Regions from separate parts of the Mus musculus genome. Here regions 1, 3 and 4 are each linked to region 2. The links are chromatin contacts, called in public promoter capture Hi-C maps. All regions are on one chromosome and are shown on one strand. Each heading gives the region's core, a stretch centred on a gene start, on an enhancer-like site or on the middle of the called end of the contact. The rest is flanking DNA. Distances are from core to core; before and after follow the strand shown.

The links. Promoter capture Hi-C pulls out the DNA fragments that hold promoters and counts their contacts. Capture Hi-C pulls out chosen DNA fragments and counts their contacts.
Region 1: a contact with region 2 is called in a promoter capture Hi-C map of pre-B cells. The contact joins the promoter of Gpi1 here to the promoter of Gpatch1 in region 2. A contact is called at or near these places in 7 of 39 promoter capture datasets (the 3T3-L1 cell line, cranial neural crest, frontonasal cranial neural crest and 3 more) and 2 of 115 datasets of contacts at active chromatin or transcription factors (embryonic forebrain and pancreatic cancer cells).
Region 3: a promoter capture Hi-C map of liver shows a contact between it and region 2, with 4 times the contacts expected there. The contact joins the promoter of Wtip here to the promoter of Gpatch1 in region 2.
Region 4: a contact with region 2 is called in a promoter capture Hi-C map of adipose tissue, with 2.3 times the contacts expected there. The contact joins the promoter of Uba2 here to the promoter of Gpatch1 in region 2. A contact is called at or near these places in 2 of 39 promoter capture datasets (both in liver), 1 of 484 Hi-C or Micro-C datasets (cortical neurons) and 1 of 9 other capture datasets (adipose tissue).

What each region holds. Positions count from the first base shown.
Region 1 is chr7:34,228,944-34,231,643 of GRCm38.p6, forward strand. It overlaps Gpi1 (glucose-6-phosphate isomerase 1), which reads right to left and starts at 1,393. Exons shown (of 18, transcript NM_008155.4): 1 at 1,149-1,393; 2 at 340-430; 3 at 1-53. The coding sequence starts at 1,270. It overlaps Gm12762 (a long non-coding RNA gene), which reads right to left. Exons shown (of 2, transcript XR_881947.3): 2 at 2,239-2,700.
Region 2 is chr7:35,317,060-35,319,786 of GRCm38.p6, forward strand. Gpatch1 (G patch domain containing 1) reads right to left here and starts at 1,381. Exons shown (of 20, transcript NM_026181.1): 1 at 1,282-1,381. The coding sequence starts at 1,354.
Region 3 is chr7:34,131,902-34,134,601 of GRCm38.p6, forward strand. Wtip (WT1-interacting protein) reads right to left here and starts at 1,367. Exons shown (of 8, transcript NM_207212.2): 1 at 588-1,367. The coding sequence starts at 1,158.
Region 4 is chr7:34,167,021-34,169,788 of GRCm38.p6, forward strand. Uba2 (ubiquitin-like modifier activating enzyme 2) reads right to left here and starts at 1,509. Exons shown (of 17, transcript NM_016682.2): 1 at 1,353-1,509. The coding sequence starts at 1,490.

The sequences.
Region 1 (2,700 bases), core at 143-2,642, 1.1 Mb before region 2:
TTGGAACCACTGAACATGTTGTCCCGTGCAGCCTCCACGCCTCTGGACTTGGCCTAGGGAGAGAAGCCACTGCTGAGGTCTTGTATCCCATCCCCCATCCTCATCACCTATCACAAGTCCAGCCCCCCTCCCCCCCCACTCCCCCCCCCCCTTGAGGCTGACAGATGTTCTTCATAGACAGATTCCTTTTCCAGCATCTTCAAAGAGTCTGCTCAATCAGCAGGGGGCCTGGAGATCCCTGGGATACCAACTCCACACCGGGACCTAGAACCCAAAACAAAGCGCAGCCCCCACCCACAACCCAACCCAGAGATCACAACTCCCCAGTCAGAACATTACCAGCTCCACCAGCATCTGCATCACCTCCTTGTTCACAAGGTTCTTGGAGTAGTCCACCAGAATATGCCCATGGTTGGTGTTGAGGTTCAAGCTGCAGAAAGATGGAGACGCTGCTGGTCACACCCCAGCGGCAGTGCCTGGCCACAAAGGCTGACCTGTAGCAGTGTTAAGTAGTGTAGGAAGCCACGCCACAGAAAGAAGATGTAGACAGATCCTGGGCAGAACTTCCCCCTTCAAGCTCCACATCTCAAACTTACAAGGAAACACCCAGGGAGAGGTATCAGGGACGTCCAGTGAGGAACCACAGGTGGTCATCCCAGGTCCCTCGCCTCCTGGCATCAGTGACAAGGCACGAAGATGCATCACATGTACGATTTCTTCCACCCTCCCTTCTATTTCGCAGTCGCTCACAAGTCTCTCTGGCCTCTGCATCCTGCCTCCGCCGCTCTATTTTTACACCGTGGCTCCCAGGAAATCTCAGCCTTACCCACCCTGTCTGACCAAAGCCCACTAGGAGCAGGTGGGAGGGGACAGCTCTCTCGTGCCTGTCGAGCCAGCAGCGGCTGCTCCTCCTCATGGGTGGTTAGAAATCCCTACTCAAATGGCTGAGACTGAGAGGCGGGGGCGAAGGGATCCCCAAGGAGGAGCCGATTCCTCCTAATGACTAAGCAGCCTCGGCCCTCTGGCTAGCACGCGGGTCCCAAAACCCACTCCAAGGAGGCATCAAGGACAAAGTGCGGCCCCGGCCTGGGCCCTGCAGGGCTGCTGGGGGGGGGGGGGTCACGGGAGCCCCGACCCCGTGCGTGCACCTGAAGTTGTTGAAGCGCTCCGGATCCGCCTCAAAAAGTTCGCGCAGCTTGAGGTTGGCAGAGTTCGCGCGGTGCCACTCCAGGAGCTTCTGGAACTGCGGGTTCCGGGTGAGCGCAGCCATGGCGAGGGACCCGAGAGGTACACGGAGCAGGACGTGCTCGGAAGAGGAAGGAAAGAGGAGCGGCGGCGCGCGGCAAGTCGGTACCAGTGCGCGCAGCGGGCTTTATGGCGCAGGCGTCCGACCCCGCCCCGCCTCCGGCCCCGCCCCACCTCTGTCCTCCGCGTCCGCTAGGCGACCTTGCCGGCAGCTGTAGATCTGGGGGCCTCTGCTGGCCTCTCTGTAACACAAGTGTGGCCACTTGCGATGAACCTTGGCTGGCTTCTGTTCGGAAGTGACTTGAAGGGCAGAGGCGGAGTTTCTCGTGCCAGATCCGCTTGCTTCTTTCATTCATTCATGTATTCAATTCAGCAGAACTTTTTTTTTTTAAAGAATTTATTTACTATATGTAAGTACACTCTAGCTGTCTTCAGACACTCCAGAAGAAGGAGTCGGATCTCCTTACGGATGTGTTTGCTGGGATTTGAACTCAGGACCTTCGGAAGAGTAGTTGAGTGCTCTTACCGGCTGAGCCCAATTTAGCAGAACTTTATGGAATGCCTTCCTGGTTAGAGGTACTAAAGCAAGTGTTGTGGGTACGTAAGCCAAATAAGTAAATAGAATTTATGGGATTTCAGAGCTGGCAAGTGCTCCTGAGAAGAGGCAAACTGGATGAAGCCCCAGAGATGAAACTGTGGTTAAGAACACATAGTTCCCTTGCAGAGGACCTGAATTGGGTTCCCAGTACTCATAACTGCCTGTAACTCCCGCTGCAACCAATGGGAATACCAATGGCACTTGCATCCTTATGCTCATACCCACCCCACACATAATTAATGCTAAAATTATATACCCACCCCACACACATAATAAAAATTGTATGTCCACTCCCACACATAATTAATAAAATATCCACCACACAATAAAAATGAAATTATATGTATATATATTTAAAGGCAGGTTGGAAATAAGCATTTCCTTTAACTAAATGGTTAAGAAAAAAAAATTCACTCTTTATTATATTTGAGTAAAAGCATGAAGGGGAAGAAATGAGCCAGTTGGCTACCTGGAAGGAAAGTGTTCAGTCAAAGGGAAAAGACACTGCAAAGTCTGAGACAAGAGCACCCATAGATGTCCCACAAACAGCACCCATAGATGTCCCACAAACAGAAGACACATGTGGCTGGAGTGGAGCAGATTAGGGGAAGAAGTCATAGAGGTGACATTAGAGAAGGGAATTCACCCAGTGGCTTACAAATCATTGTGAGAATTTTGATTTCTGTTTAGAGATGAGGAGCCACTGAACAAGTCCACATGGAGCAGGGACTTTATCTGACACACTGCCTAATGGATCAGTTAGCTCAGTGAGCTAAAGCAGGTCCTGAGGGAGGGAGCTTCAGTCAAGCAGGAGGAGACGGACATAGAGGATGGAATGAGTGAGGGATCCATAATCG
Region 2 (2,727 bases), core at 131-2,630:
AAAAAGGCAGTAAGAGTCTCAGTGAAAATGTCTCAGAGGTATAGCCAACAGGTCAGGATGGGAAGCAGGAGGCGGCAGTGGGGGGAAGCCTCACCAACAAAAGTCTACAGGTAACTTCTGGTCCACCACTGTGACTCCTCTATCTTCCCCACAATGTTAGCACTCCCATCAGCGGTATGGACACCCAGTAGATAAACCTAGTCATTAAGTGAAACAGACCGGAAACGCCACAGAGCCTTGCTTCATCTTACCTTCACCCCTGTATTTCTGTATTTCACGAGCAACTCCAGTCAACACCGGTCAAGTCTGCTCCATGCAAAACCTACTCAACAGCTGTTGCTGCTAACTCTCCAGTCCACACAACCACAGTCTCCCTGCTTCATTCCTGCCCACCCCCCAAGGAAACTACTCTCAAAATTAAAGCAAACATAATGTTAAAACATGCATCCTGCCAGGCATGGCACTACACACCTTTAACACCAGCACCTGAGAGGCAGAGGCTGCTAAAATACTGTGAGTCCAGCCAAGTGGAGCTAGCAAGGCCCTGTTCCCCCCCCCCCAAAAAAAAAGTAAAAGGGAAGAAATGCATTTCTCTTTGTGTAAACTGAACCAATACCCGTAGTATAAGAGCCAAACTCCTGGCTGGGTGTGACGGCACACAGCTGCAAACCAAGCACATGTTACACAAGAATAGGAGGATCAAGAGTTCAAGTCCAGTCTGGGCTATAAAGTGGGGTTTGATGTCAGCATGGGTTACATGAGACCCTGTCAGAAAAAGGAAAGATTCCAATTCTTGGGGTTGGATATGTAGCTCAGTTGTAACACACTAGCCTAGAATGCACGAGGTTCCCTCCTCAGGGACACACACACTCCAGATTCCTTACCATGGCAAGGGCCACCCACACGAATCCTGACTATCCCTAGACTGCTAAGCTGTCTGCCACTTTAAGGGATTTCCTATCTCAAGTGTTTCTCCCCAGATTTTCCAGGTCTGGTTTCTTTTACTTTCAAGGACGGGTGCAAACGTTGCCTCGGGACAAGAGACTGACTGACCGCCCTCCATCATACCCATGTTGCCTAGTCATTCCTGCATCTCCCAGCCCTCCGCGTCCTTCTCTGCCCCCCGAGAACGCGGCGCCCAAGTGCAGTGCACAAGCCTCTCCAGCGTGTTCCCTGTGCCCACAGCGAGCGAGCCCAGACCCAGGACGAGATGTCGCTGTCGCCCACGTGCTGGACTCTCAGCCTGCGCCCTTCAGACACCGCCGGCCATCGGACCCGCACCTTCGTCCAGAGGCTCCAGGCCCGTTCCATAGCTGATCAGATCCTCGTCGCTGTCACTGTCCAGCGCCGCCATCCTGCTCCTTCCGGGCTCCGCCCCCTCGCTACGGGAGCCTCTATAGGCCAAAAACATTCAGTTTCGCTTCTGTGAACTGGAGCATTCTATAAAGACTTGTTTGAGGGGGAAATGTCACCTCCTCCTCGCAAATCATAGTCCTATGCAAGTCCGACTGCAGATAAGATTTGTATCTGTGCCGGGAAGTGATAGCGCACGCCTTTAATCCTAACAGTCAGGAGGCAGAGGCAGGAGAATCTCTGAGTTCGAGGCCAGCTTGGTCTACAAAGAAAGTTTCAGGACAATGAAAGCTACACAAAAAAACCCTGTCTCGTCTCGAGAAAAAAAAAAAAAGAAGAAGAAGAAAACGAAAACAAACAAACAACAAAAACAATATTGGTCTCTGTACACCCCATCCTGGCTCTGCCATGCGCCTGAGTACTGGAAGGACACAGCGATAAGATGCTGGAAACCAAATATTCGGACGCAGGGCAGAGTCTCTGTAATTCCGTACAGCCAGTCCTGCGACTGGCTCCTTCGCCCCTGCTTAATTGCCTCAGCCAGCAATAAGTGCCAACCCGATCTTCCACCGGTCCCAACCAGCTTCCGGAAAAGTGCTTGCCCAGTGGCCACTGTCTGGCCCTCTACACCGGAAATGGGAAGGAACCAACAGGCAGATGTGTCTTTAGTGCACATCGTATGAATCGGGCCACACACACACTCACACACAATATACTTGTCATCTTTATATTTGCAAAAGTGAGGCCCCCTCCTAGACTTTTGGAAGGATTTGCCGACCCTGAGAATATCAGAACCCTGCACGCTAAGGAAATTGGTGAAAGACAAGAAACAAGATATCAAGCATGGATAGAGAGCTGGACATCAGCCTAAACTACACAATGAGACACTATAATAAATAATCAAATAATTAGAAAAGAGAGAGAGAAGCAGACCAAGTGGGCTAAGAATGAGAGGTCCTTCAGAAAATCTAAGGTACAGACATCTGCCAATGGGCGCTGTTATCTCACTTCACAAGCTTGGCCAAGACGTGGGGGGGCGGGGGGGGGTGTGATTCAGCCTGGCTTGGTGACTCACACTTTTAATCTCAGCACTCAAGAGGCAGAGGCAGAGGCAGAGGCAGAGGCAGAGGCAGAGGCAGAGGCAGAGGCAGAGGCAGAGGCAGAGGCAGAGGCAGAGGCAGAGGCAGAGGCAGAGGAGGCAGAGGAGGCAGAGGCAGAGACAGAGGAGGCAGAGGAGGCAGAGGAGGCAGAGGCAGGGGGATTTCTATGAGTTTAATGTCAGCCTAGTTGTCTAAGTGAGTCCAGGGCTGCCAGGCCTCTGTTACATAGAGAAAGTGTCTCGAAAGCAAATAAACAAACAAACAGATGGTTGTG
Region 3 (2,700 bases), core at 117-2,616, 1.2 Mb before region 2:
GGGGAACCCCATCTTTCTGCCCCTATCCATGCCTCAGTTGGAAGGGGAGACGCTTCCGTTCTGCTCTTCATCAAACTTTATTAGGGGCAATACTAGGGATGAAGAAGAATGCCCAGCAAAGGAGCTTAAGAATGGGTCAGCAGTAAGAGCTTGGTGCTCTTGCAGAAGACTCAACTTCTCAACGGAGAAGACTCAGTTCCCAATACTGCTCACAACCAGACTCCAGTTCCAGGAATCTGACACCTTCTGACCTCCCGAGGTACTTTCAATATACACCTAACTGAATCTTTTGCAGAGTCCATATGTCTCTACTCCTAGAACTTCAGAGTCGGGGGCAGGAAGACAGGCCAGTCTAAGCTACAGAGTGAAACCTTGTCTCTAAGTAAATAATCATTTTTTTAAGTGTCCAGAAAACAGGTTAGGCTGTCAATCAGCCTGATTTTGTCTGGATCCCACCCCTCACCCACCCCCACCCCACCCCCGCCTCAAGTCAGGAAGCGCCGGGCATCTCCGCATCCGTGGCTGGAGAACAGCCCTTACCAGAACCCCGGGACCCCCGACCCAGACCCTGGCCCGCGCACGCTCACCAAAGTAGTCTCGCGCCGTGCGCGCCTCGAGCGCGCGCTCCAGTTCCCGCGTGAGCGCCTCCAGCCGCCGCTCGGCCGCACTCGGGCCGCCCTCCCGGCCCGGGGGCAGCGGCAGCGACGGCAACGGGAAGGGGAACTGGGCAGGCTCCGGAGAGCGGGCGGGCGCCGGGCCGACGCCGGGCGGCAGCAGGTCTGCACAGGCGCCCGCTGAGCCACGGGAACCCAGGCTGGACACGCTGGAGCGCGCGCTGCCCCCCGACGGCGGCCCGGGGCCGGGGCCGTGGCGCTGGTCATAGCCCAGGCTGATACCGCTCGAGCGCGCGCTGCCGCCGTCCGAGCCCGCGAGGCTGGCGCGCGGGCCTCGCTCGGGGCGGCTCGGGACGTCGGGCGCGGCCTCGGGGCCGCCGCAGCCACCCTTGCCTCGGCGGCCCGACGCTGGCGCCGCCTCGTCCACGGCCCTCGGCCCGCGCCGCACGCGCCCTGGGGAGCCGGCGGTCGGCTCCGACTCGCGCAGGCCCAGCCCGGCCAGGAGCAGAGCCGCGTCGTCCGCGGCCGTCCGCGAGCGCTGCATGGCCGTCGGCCCGCCGCGGCGCGTCACCTCCGCCTCCGCCGCCCGCCGCCGCCGCTCCGGCAGCGCCGCCGCATCGTCCGCCGGCCCGCAGCCCGCCCCGGGACCCCTGGGCGCGGGGCGGGGCGGGGCCCGGGTCGCGGTCGCTCGGCGTGGGCCGCACTCTCGCGCGGGGCCGTGGCGGGGAGGGAGGGAGGAACGGAGGCGCGCGGCGGAGGAATGCGCGCGCAGCTCGGGGCCGCGCCCCCTCCGCTTCGAGACCGCGCGCAGGGGGCGGGGGGACGGAGGGACTCCTTTGCCCCGTCAGGAATGTGAGGAAGGAGACTGCGCAGCGGCCTCTGGAATGTGGGGGGGGGCGGCGACGGCCCGGCCGAGGGGTGCGCAGACTTCGCGAGGACGCGGGCGGGACAGCGGTGGCCCAGGCTCTGGTCCACCCCGAGGCCTCAGGGCACATTCCAGATTCCCCCCCCACCCCCAGGCTGAGCCCCGAGCCCACATCCTCCCTCCCCATATTCCTCCCTGGCCCTCTGCTAAAGGAACACAGCCTGATGCTGCCTGCTTTGTGCCACATGGATGTGACACCAACGTGGGAATTCTGGCAGTTTCAAAACACAGTGTAAGGATTCTAGCAAAGTCTAGGTATAACCGTCCCAATTACACATTCTGGGACTTAGAAAAGAATCACGGGATGAGTTCCGGGACCCATTGTAAGTGTGACTTCCACCAAAATTCTTTTAGGCTGGAGCCATGGCTCAGAGGTTAGGAGAGTTTGTTGCTCTTGCAGGGGACCCAAATTCAGTTCTCAGCATCCACACGATGGTTCACAACTCTCCTTAACTCCAGTTCGAAGAAATCTGACCACCTCTTCCACTGCTAGGCATGAACGTCGTGCATGATGTACAAGCAAGCAAAACAAGCCTGTTTATCAACTGGCATCCCTACTTTAATTGGAGAGCCATAATGAGTCTAAGGGTTTTTTGTTTGTTTGTTTGTTTGTTTGTTTGTTTTTTCCGATGTGAGGGGACTCTCAGAATTATTGTCAATTTAGAACCAGTATCCACTAGGCCTTGGAAAATCCAGTTGTTTCCTTTTCTCCGTGTTAGTTACCCTGGTAGAAGGAAGCAGGCTGAACGTGAGACTCCCATATTGTATCTTACCCCAAACCCACAAACAAACAAAAATCTGTCTTACCCTGCAAGAGCTGTCATGGGAAAGAAAACCAAACCTCATGTGTTGTGTCCCAGTAATCAGGAAAACAGTTTTAAAGGAAAGCCCTTCACTTCCAGACTCCCTTTTCTCAGAGGGGGATGGTAACATGCCCCAGTACCAGGGGAAGGGAGCTTGTTGGCAGCAGACTGACCTACCCAGATGCACAGAAGCCTGGCCTTCACTGTGCAAAGAGCCAGCTGGGACACCTGCTTCCCAGATGGAAGGGAAACTGTAGTGTCTGGCCCATCCCCCCCAACCCGCCCTCCAACCTCCCCACACACACATGCACCTCCTAGGACCTAAGGAATTCCAGCTCTGCCTTATGCACACAAGGTG
Region 4 (2,768 bases), core at 259-2,758, 1.1 Mb before region 2:
CAGCCATTGCTAACACCAGCTCCAGGGATCCAACGCCCCCTTCTGGCCTCTGGGGGCACCAGGCACAGACACAATGCAGGCAAATGGCCCATACACGTAAAATAAAGGAAAAAGTTTAAAGTAAAATTAAATTTTAATCTAATTGCTACTTTAAAGGGGAAAAGAATTAACATCATTTACATTCTATTTCAACAAACTTACATAAGCAACAAAATGTTCTCATCATCAAACATTCTAAAGTTTAGAGTAGTATGGGAAAATTATGGAACATAATCATTGAAATATTCATTTGTACTTCAAAGTTCACTATAAAAATTTAACCAAAGAAAATTAAAACAGAGAACAAGCATTTACTTTTTCAATTCACTCCTGTCTATTGAAAAATCTACTCTTAAAATAGCATCAAGCGTCACTAGCATATTATGGATTATACTATTTTCTATGGACCAAAACTGGGTGTGAAGCCTGACCAATGAAGAATGTTTCCCTCCAATTCTGCCTCAGCTGAAACCCTGACACCTGCAATTTCATCCCGTGTTTCTGTTAAACCTTAAGGCATCTTCAATTCACATCCAAGGTTCATATAATATCTCCAACACATTCACAAATTACAGGGGTTTCCTGTCATTGCACATTACGCTAACGCAAAACTTAAGAATCCTGACAACCAAAAAAAAAAATTTTTTTTTAATTTCTTGGGTAAGATGTTGCTACGTAGCCCAAGCGGACCTCAAACTTCCAGTTCTACAGTCTCTCGATGCACGGATTACAGTCTGTCACCCAATCCTGCAAACCCCAGGGAGTATCTATAATGACATAAACACGGATCTGCACGATGCCCAGACCAGAGGAGCGCGAGCCCCAAGGAGTCTAACCAGCCACTTACGGCGTGCCCCCAGGGTAAGTTACTCAACCTCATAGCGTCTCACTTTCCTCATCTGTTAAAAATAAAACGGGATGCAGACAGCACTTGCAACCTGAGGGCCGGTGGCAGACTCGGGAATGAATGCACGTGTGCACGCCCGGCGTGCTGTGGCTGGTGGCTGCAAACCGCTCGGCCGCGGGATCGTTATTTTAAGTTGGAGAATATTTGAATTAAAGTCACAGCATCTACAGGGTCTCTTCTTGCATCCCAGTGTAACTGGGGAAACTGCCTCGGGAGGCGGCGCGCGCAGGCCCAGGGAGCCGAGGGCCGCGAACAGGAGGTCCGGAGAGCCGGAGTCCCGCGTCCCACCAACCCGCTTCCCGCACGGTGATCCTAACCCCAGGCCTCTCGGGCCGCGCCGCCCTGACTCCCGCCCGGAACCGGGCCCCGCAGGCAGACCGCCATTCACCCGGAGCCCGGGCCTCACCAGGTCGATGTGGGAGAAGCCAGTGAGCACCAGGTTCTTGAGCAGCTCACAGCCGATCCCACCCGCGCCAACCACCAGCACCCGGCCGCCGGACACCGCCTCGGCCAGCTCCCGGGGCAACCCCCGCGACAGTGCCATGGCGGGACGTCTACGAGCCGCCTCACAGTCGGAGGCGGGAGAACCAGAGCGGCAGCCGGAAGTCGGTGGGGGAAGGGCAGCGCAGCTTCCGCTCCTGCGCAGTGCGGCCGCCATCCCGCCCCGGGATGGGCTCAGGCGACACCCTGAGTCCTGGGATTACTTCTCACACAATTCCAGAGGAACACAAACCAGCTCTCAGCCTGAGATGCCTAGGGTCACCTTCTAAAGACCTCGGTTTGAATTCCCAACAAAAGCTCTTTATTTAAAGGTTAAAAAAGCTATGACCCGGCCGGGAAGTGGTGGCACACGAGGAGGATTTCTGAGTTCGAGGCCAGCATGGTCTACAGAGTGAGTTCCAGGACAGCCAGGGCTACACAGAGAAGAAACCCTGTCTCGAAAAAACAAAAGAAAGAAAGAAAAAAAAGCAGGAAACACATATTAAACGACATACAACATAGCCACATTTATCAATATACTCCATGAGCTGGACCGATGGCCCAGAGGTTAAGCGCACATACTGCTACTGCAGAGGACCTGAGTTCAGCTGTCAGCATTCATATTAGGCAGCTCAACACTACCTGTAACTCCACCTACTAGGGATCTAACACACTCTTCTGGCCTCAGCAGGAAAACAGACACACATACTGCTTACATCCTCACAAATACATTCTCATACACATAACAAAAAATAACAATAAACCTTACAACTATATTCCAATATTAAAATTTTCAGCAATGCAAAAACTGCTATTATTTTTGCACCCACCAAATTGATGAAATATACTGTGGCTTTTGTCAACCACTCATGACTGCTAACGCTCTTGCTTCTGTTGACCATTGTTTGTCAATCATTCATGGCTGGTAACACTCTGAGGATAAGCCATGGAGCTAGAATGCCTCAGATGGAAATCAGGTCACAGAAACACTAATTTTCCTCTACTTTTCTGTCTTGGAACTGACTGTAAAGAAGTTCTCTGATTCACGCTGACTCCGGTACAGTCAGCATCAGTTATGAGACTGTTTCCTGTGTGTCTGCCACATGTACACACACTACATGTGGAGGCTAGTGTGCCCTTCCCCCCAGCCTTGAGCTGGCTGAATCAGACCGGTTTCTGCCACAGTAGGCTAGCCCACCCAGGGTGGAGTCTTCTGACCTAGGTGAAGTCTTTTGTCTGCCACATCTGCAGCTTCCTGCAAGAAGCTACCTGCAGAACAGCTGAGCTTGCTTTCCTGAGGTGATCCTGACAAAGTGGGGGATGGGTCTCCCCCCTTTAAATT